Linked DNA regions of Macaca mulatta: region 2 is linked to region 1. The links are chromatin contacts, called in public Hi-C maps. All regions are on one chromosome and are shown on one strand. Each heading gives the region's core, a stretch centred on a gene start, on an enhancer-like site or on the middle of the called end of the contact. The rest is flanking DNA. Distances are from core to core; before and after follow the strand shown.

Evidence for each region. Hi-C and Micro-C count contacts between places; a contact is called where the count stands out from the background.
Region 2: a contact with region 1 is called in a Hi-C map of fetal cortical plate, with 5 times the contacts expected there. The contact joins two enhancer-like sites. A contact is called at or near these places in 9 of 14 Hi-C or Micro-C datasets (CD4 T cells, blood, cortical neurons and 5 more).

The regions. Positions count from the first base shown.
Region 1 is chr7:164,145,888-164,149,856 of T2T-MMU8v2.0, reverse strand. RPS6KA5 (ribosomal protein S6 kinase A5) reads left to right here. Exons shown (of 17, transcript XM_077941612.1): 9 at 2,775-2,936. Among named protein-coding and RNA genes, the nearest start is that of TTC7B, 87 kb to the right of the region's middle. Within about 2 kb of position 2,171, at least 2 of the 40 cell types and tissues checked have an H3K27ac peak or open chromatin away from gene starts, as enhancers often do.
Region 2 is chr7:164,424,104-164,427,957 of T2T-MMU8v2.0, reverse strand. It overlaps DGLUCY (D-glutamate cyclase), which reads right to left. Exons shown (of 13, transcript XR_013396483.1): 4 at 2,901-3,099. Among named protein-coding and RNA genes, the nearest start is that of GPR68, 92 kb to the left of the region's middle. Within about 2 kb of position 2,482, at least 6 of the 40 cell types and tissues checked have an H3K27ac peak or open chromatin away from gene starts, as enhancers often do.

The sequences.
Region 1 (3,969 bases), core at 922-3,421:
TCACCGTATTAGCCAGGATGGTCTCAATCTCCTGACCTCGTGATCCACCCACCTTGGCCTCCCAAAGTGCTGGGATTACAGGCGTGAGCCACCGTGCCCGGCCTTTTTTGTTTGTTTTTAACGATAGGGACCCTTTAGGTAGGGTCAAACTCTCCTTGTATAAACATAAATGGTCTTTTTCTCCCTCAATGGAGCAGGAGTGGGGAGGATCATAATAGCATTCAATTTTCTACATACTCATTCATTAGAGTTTCTAGGGGGTGGTTTCCATTTATGATCTTGAGATCTAGCCATATGGACTAAGGAGACTTTTACTGTACTTTTTACTTCTGTTTCAGTTCATGAGCTATTACCGCCACTATGTTTCACCTTTTAGATAGTGATTTCATCACTTCCTCTTTTCCCAGAAGTAATCTTTAAAAATTTTAGATTTACCTATTTCTCAGTTACATATTCATGACACAAAGAGAGTTATTCATTTATTTCCTTTGTCCTGTGACAGTGCTTCTCTTATTCTGAAAAAGCCTAATGAGACCATTCTACTGAGGACCAACATATCTGCTCAGTTTAGTACAAAAAAAACACCAAAATATTAAACTTCTGGGAAAAATCATTTAACTGAGTTGGCTCGTTATTTCCAGCCTCATTCGTCAAAACTGGGGATGCCATGGCTTTGATTTCTAAAACTCTGGAGATACAACTTTTAAATAACTTCTTCTTATCAATAAGCCTGACCTAAATATTTATGGTCTAAAGGGACCATCTGGTTTTATTTTTTATTCTGTAAATTAAACTTTTACATGATTATCACCAAAACAAATGAAAATAATATATCAAAATGAAGAAAATCTCTTTTGTCAGTTAAGCTTCATGTTGTTATTTATTATTTTTTAAATATATAGAAACAAATATTGGTTAGAAATGAGAATTATCTCTGCACTTCTATGCTCAAAAAAAGGCATATTTTTCTTAGTCTATCAATGTAATTATTTTTTTTAAATACTGCACATCTTACAGAAGTTCAGTAACATAGTGAGAAATATATTTAGAATAAAATAAACCTCTCATATGCATTTCATAGATTCACATGGCTTGGAAGGATTACTCTTTGAACAAACTTTCACATATCTTGTTCAGAAGTTTATCTCAAAAGTTAACAGTAAAATTTAAGAAACAAGTCAAGCAAAGTACCCCCGACCATATTTTCCTAAGATCTTTTTCTCCATGGCTCCCTGTATTTGGGAATATTGCAGTTTGTCTTTCATATTAGAGAAATTTCTCTTTTCAGTAGCTTGAAATAGTAATTTTAGATTACTTAATTGCCTTGACGTTTTAAATGATAGGACACTTTTGGAGAGACCAGAATTCTACTTGTAAAGGCCTAAATGGGCTTTTTCTCTGTAAGTGGTGCGGAGGTGGAAAGGATCATAATAGCATTCCATTTTCTACATATTAAACATTCTCCTGCTAACAACCTGTTTCTTTAAATTACCCCTTTCCTCTAGAAGTTTCTTTTAATATATGTACAATAGCCAAGCACAAGTTATGTGCTTGTAATGGAAAACATTACAGCTGCAGAGAGAAAAAAACACTAACTAGAAAGTCAAGAGACTATGTTCAAATCCTGACTCTTCCATCAACTGCGTTTGAGTGAAAAGGTTATTTCTTATTTCTCGGCCTCAGTTTCACTGGATCAAATAAAGGAGATGAACTAAATGATCTCAATTCCATTTTAGCTGAGAAATTTGGAGATCTGTAATTTAATTATTTTGTTTCTATTGCATCTACAAGACAACATAATAAAAACATTTTATGGTAATTGATTAAACTTACTGAATTTTATCAACCAAGAAGTGCACATTTTCATATTTTACTGTCACTGAAATCAGTATGCATGTTACAATGACCATCACCTTATATTCTTATGATTAATACTTTTTTCTTCTTAATGATACATAAAATAATTGTGTATCTTACTATCAGTAATGGCATCTTAGATTTGAAGAAATATGGTAGTAGGAGATCTGTAGGATTTAATTCAGTAAGTGTTACCTGAGATTGTTTTAAATGATAGAAGGAGCACAAAGAAACAGAGTAAAGGGTTGGATTTCAGTAATATAACTCAGTAAGTGACCTAGAGGGAAAAGGGGCTTGCATTATTCTATGGGGGATGTAAGAGGTAGTGTTTAAAATGCTTGAACACAGTTGAATAAGTGATCACATCCGTATAATGGTATCATTTGAACTTCTAGACATAGGCACATGCATGATTACTTATTTTGCAGTCTGTCCGGATGCCCAGGAGGAAAAGCAAGTGCAGGCGGAGAGCTAAGTAACACTGCCTCTAGAAAATAGGAATGTTCCTTTAGAGCTAATATCCTCATCTGTAGAGCATTTGGAAACCCTTTATTTCAGTTTTTTATTTTGTTTTGGGTTTTTTGCTTGTTTTCTTTTTGGCTTAGCACCTTTCTGAAGAGGCTCAGGACAAAAGTATTTTTCTGTTATCTTTAAAGGTAAACTAGGGTGTCTTGGTGCCCTCCAGAGGACACTCTGAGATTCAACAGCGATAGTCTCATCTTTGAGGCACAGCATTGGTTGGAGATATAAACTGCTGTGATCTTGCTTGGAAAAAATATATTTTTTATTATTGATGTAAAATATGTTCCCTTATTTTTATCCTCTCTCCCTACCAGTCAAAATCCTAATTTATCTTTGCTATTCTTAGAAAATATGTTTTGACTGTTGATTTCTACTTTGTACCAACTTTGTTTTAGAAAATAAATTGGGATGATTTAGCCGCCAAAAAAGTGCCTGCACCATTTAAGCCGGTCATTCGAGATGAATTAGACGTGAGTAACTTTGCAGAAGAGTTCACAGAAATGGATCCCACTTATTCTCCTGCAGCCCTGCCCCAGAGCTCTGAGAAGCTGTTTCAGGTAATTTCCCAGCCTGTGCACATGTACATTGGCCATATGTCCTTTGAAAGAAAAGATTAAATTTCCCATATTGAAGTAGTTTTGTTGGCACCGTAAAAACAGGATTCTTTAATATCTTCTAAATTATTAAGTGCAGAAATATTGCAGATTGTTAACCGAAGCTTACAGTTTGCTCAATAGCAGATATTGTTGATGTGATTATTTTTGATATAAGGGAAGTTTTAATTTTATACCTGAAATTTTATTTTTGTTCAGACTCTTTTATAGAAAATACAATAATCTTTTATTTTACCTCTATTCATATTAAAAAATTTTTTCTTTATGCATACAGGGTCTCACTCCGATGACTGGAGTGCAGCAGTGCTGTCCTAGCTCACTGCAGCCTCAGACTCCTAGGCTCAAGCAATCCTCTCACCTTAGCCTCTGGGATAGCTGAGACCACAGGTGCAAACCAGCACACCCAGCTAATTTTTCTATTTTTTGCAGAGATAGGGTCTTGCTATGTTGCCTAAGCTGGTCTTGAACTCCTGGCCTCAAGTGACCCTCCTGCCTTGGCCTCCCAAAGTGCTGGAATTACAGGCATAAGCTACCACATCCAGCCTTGGCCTCCCAAAGTGCTGGGATTACAGGCATGAGCCACCACGTCCAGCAAAAAAAAAATTTTTTTTTTTTAAAAACAAGGTCTTACTCTGTCACCCAGGCTGGAGTGCAGTGGTATGATCATAGCTCGCTGCAGCCTTTTAACTCCTTGGCTCAGGGGATCCTCTTGCCTCAGCCTCCTGAATAGCTGGGACCACAGGTACATGTCACCACACCCACCTAATGTAAAATTTTTTTTTTAGAAACAGGGTCTTACTTTGTTGCCTAAACTGGTCTTGAACTCTGGCCTCAAACGATCCTCCTGCCTTGGCCTCCCACAATATTACCTTATTCGTTACCTTCAGTAACTAATCTTAACTGCTAACTCTTTAAAAAGATTTAGATTTTTATTTAGAAAAGGACATTTGTCACACAAGGTAAAATATTCTAACTA
Region 2 (3,854 bases), core at 1,233-3,732, 280 kb before region 1:
TAGACTAGAACAGCTGTGGACCCCTGGTCAAAGTAATGCTTTTAACTGTATACAAGAAAATGCACAGGATTCCAAAGGAAACCAATTATCCTGCAAGCACAGTTATCAAGTAATAGAAAAATGTGGCCAGGCACGGTGGCTCACAGCTGTAATCCCAGCACTTGGGAGGCCGAGGTGGGCAGATCACGAGGTCAGGAGTTCGAGACCAGCCTGGCCAGCATGGTGAAACCCCGTCTCTACCAAAAACACAAAAGTTCGCCAGGCATAGTGGCACGCATCTGTAGTCCCAGCTACTCAGGAGGCTGAGGCAGGAGAATTGCTTGAACCCAGGAGGCAGAGGTTGCAGTGAGCCGAGATCACACCACTGCACTCCAGCCTGGGTGACAGAGCAAGACTCCATCTCAAAGAAAAAAAAAAAAAGGAAAAATGTGAGACAATATGCATGCTTCCTCAGTAGCAGCCTAAGAAACAAGATGCCAGTTCGACTATCATTGTAACTTTGAAGTAGTGATCAGCATATAGGATATTTTTGAGACATCAGGACGAACTCTAATGTGATATGAAGATATCTGTGGCTTCCGTTGCCAGCCATGAAGTCACAGGGTCTGCTGATACGACAGCCGTTTGCTGCCTACATTCATAATTGAAGGAAATGCTAAATGTGGGTTGAGGTTATGAAAATAAAAATGAGGCTGGGCACAGTGGTCCATGTCTGTAATACCAGCACTTTGGGAGGCCAAGAAGGTTGGATCGCTTGAGCCCAGAAGTTCAAGACCAGCCTGGACAATACAGCGAAACCCCATCTCTACCAAAAAAACAAACAAACAAACAGAAAAAAACCCCATAAATTAGCTGGGTATGCTGGCGCATGCCTGTAGTCCCAGCTATTCAGGAGGCTGAAATGGGAGGATCTCTTGAGCCCAGGAGGTTGAGGCTGCATTGAGCTGTGATTGTGTCACTGCTCCACTCCAGCCTGAGCAACTGAGCAAGGACTGCCAAAAATAAAATAAAATAAAGAAGGGAGAGAGAGAGGGAGGGAGGGAGGGAGGGTGGGAGGGAGAGAGGGAAAAGAAAAACGTACTTTTTTTTCTATCCAGTATCATGGAGGCTCTGAATTTCTCCAGGGACTGCAAGGGTCGTGGACCACAGGTAAACAGCCTCTGGTGAATCAGGGGCAGAGGGAGGCAACGGAGAACATCACAGTAGGAGCTGATGTCCACTCTGCCTTCTGAATCCACACCAGCGACAAGCCTGTCCCCAGACCCCAGGGAGCATGGCCTGGTTCCTCCTGCCTTAACAGATGTTGCCTGCTTTGATCGGTGTGACTTTCATTGGTGTTTCGCTCCCCTACCCCACCTTCTGAATGGTTTCTGGTGCCTGCAATAGAGCTTATGAAAGATTTAGGACATGGCCAGGACTGTAATCCACTGTGAAGTCTTGGCCACCACCTAAAGAGCTTGCTATCACCACCCTGGCGGCAGCAGGATGGAACCTCAGGGTGCCTGCCAGCAGTGTCTGCATAATAGCACCCAGGAGAGGGGACGTGCTGGAGCCACTGGTAGACCCAGGCAGTGCTCCCCGAGGCTGAGACACATTCCGTCTGGGGGTGGCCAGTGGAATCCCAGATGGCTGCCTGGCCATCTCTCCCTGGAGCCCACGGGCAGAGGGGTCGATATTAGACTGAAAGTTATTTGATAAGCATCGGGGTTAGTGAGGCCGTGTTGAGCACTTACTATGGGCACTTACTTGTACCTTTGTAGGCAACAAATAGCTTCCATATCAGCAGACCCTGTGACTGCAAAGCATCATTTAGTTGTCACATCTCTGCTATTGACATTGTACAGATGGGAGCCAGGAGTTCCGGGTTCCCATCGAGCTTTGGGACTTGGGCAAGTCCTTTTCTCTCTTTAGACCTCGGTTTCCTCATCTAAAATGAGAATCTGCATGTGGAGCCATGGCGCCCTCTCAGCTCCCACCTCCTACAAAGAGCGGTGTGTTCCAGAGCCAGAGCCTGCCGTGGGTGCCCGCCAGCCGCTGGGGTCCCATCCCCACCCTTCCCTAGCTTCAAGAGAACCGCTCGGGCACACACTTCACCCATGAGGGCAGCACAGACTATGGGTAGCTTTGTTTCTGATCAGAGGCAGCTGGGGCCTCTCTGGCAGGAGCCCAAACCAAGACATTTTAATAAATGTCCCAGAGTCCAAGACAAAATCTCTGATCCAAGTCCTCCATAAATAAAGAAACCTGGAGCCTGGCTGTTTATGCTGGCTGACCACTGCTGGAGCACAGCGAACTCTCAGACTTCACCAACAGATGTCCAGGAAGGGTCTGTGGAACCAGGGAGTCGAGTGCACTCACCTTGACAAGTAAGGGCTGGAAGAGGCACAGCAGGCACGTCCCAGAGAGGCTGGCTGTGCTGTGTTTGTGACTGCCAGAGGCAACCTCCGGCCAGGAACATGACCCGGCTTTCTGGACAGTGACCTAACCCAGGAGGAACTGCCTGGCCGAGGCTCTGCCACAAATCCCTGGGTATTGACAGAGCCAGGCTCATTCCCCGTGGCTGAGGCTCACCCGAGCCAGGGAGGATTCATAAAAATCTTGCTGAGGTGCCTGAAGTTAAAGGAGCCAGAGAAATCCCAAGCGGGTTTGGTTTACGGCACTGAACCACGAAGAAGGACCACACTGGGTGCTCACGGCGGTCCCAGAGGTGCGTGGGACCAAAGCTGGCTCAAAGAGATCGATCATTTCTCCTGGGCTGCACAGCTAGAAAGTGGCTGAGCTGGGGCTGGAGCTTAGGTTTTCTACCTCCCGTGCCCGTGTTCTCTCTGCCCCAGGAAGATGTAAGTTGATCTGCATTTTCAGGCCATTCTGCCCTTGTGGGTTGTGGGCTGTGTCCCTACCTTGTATGCAGCCGCCTGGCTGTGACCTGCTGGGTCTCTTCTGGGGAGCCCTGCTTTCTCCAAGGCCTCCTCCAGGGAGAAGCTGCAGCCCAAGAGGAAGGCCACCATGTCCTTCAGCTGCTCTGAGTACCGCTCCAGCGAAGCCAGGCTGCCGGTGCAGGCACCGAACTCGTATTTCCAGAACTGGGGACAGTCCATCCTGTAGACACAAGGGGAAAGCTGGCAGGGCCCCAGACCCTCACTGTGGCCCCTGATACTACACTATAGAAGGACTGTGGAGAGAGAAGAGGATGTCTAGTGCTGAAATTTCCAGCCCTGGCACCTGGGTAGGGAGCATAGTTTTCAGCAGGGGGCCTTGTTGGCATCCTTCAAACGTCCTCAGATCAGAAACGATTAAATCAGCATGTATAGAGCACACCCCCACCTCCCAGCCAGTGTGTCTCCTATACCCGCAATCCAAGACAAGCCAAACCACCAAGAAAAGCAAATGGTGGCCGGGAACAGTGGCTCATGCCTGTAATCCCAGCACTTTGGGAGTCCGAGGCGGGAAGGTCACTTGAGCTCTGGAGTTCAAGACGAGACTGGGCAACATGGTGAAACCCCGTCTATACTAAAAATACAAAAATTAGCCAGGCACGGTGGCACACAGCTGCACATCCCAGCTACTCAGGAGGCTGAGGCAGGAGAATCGCTTGAAACTGGGAGGTGGAGGTTGCAGTAAGCCGAGATCGCGCCACTGCACTCCAACCTGGGCAACAGAGTGAGACTGTCTCAAAAAAAAAAGAAGAAGAAAAGTAAATGGTGCCCTCTCTGCTATGGAGATAGGGCCAGTAGCCCAAGGGAACAGAGAACATGTGTCTTGGGGAACGTCTCAGTGCCAGCAGTGGGTGACGCCTTTCTCTTCCCTTAGAGGAAACTCTTCTGTAGGGCTCAAAGCCTTCTTTGGTTACAAGC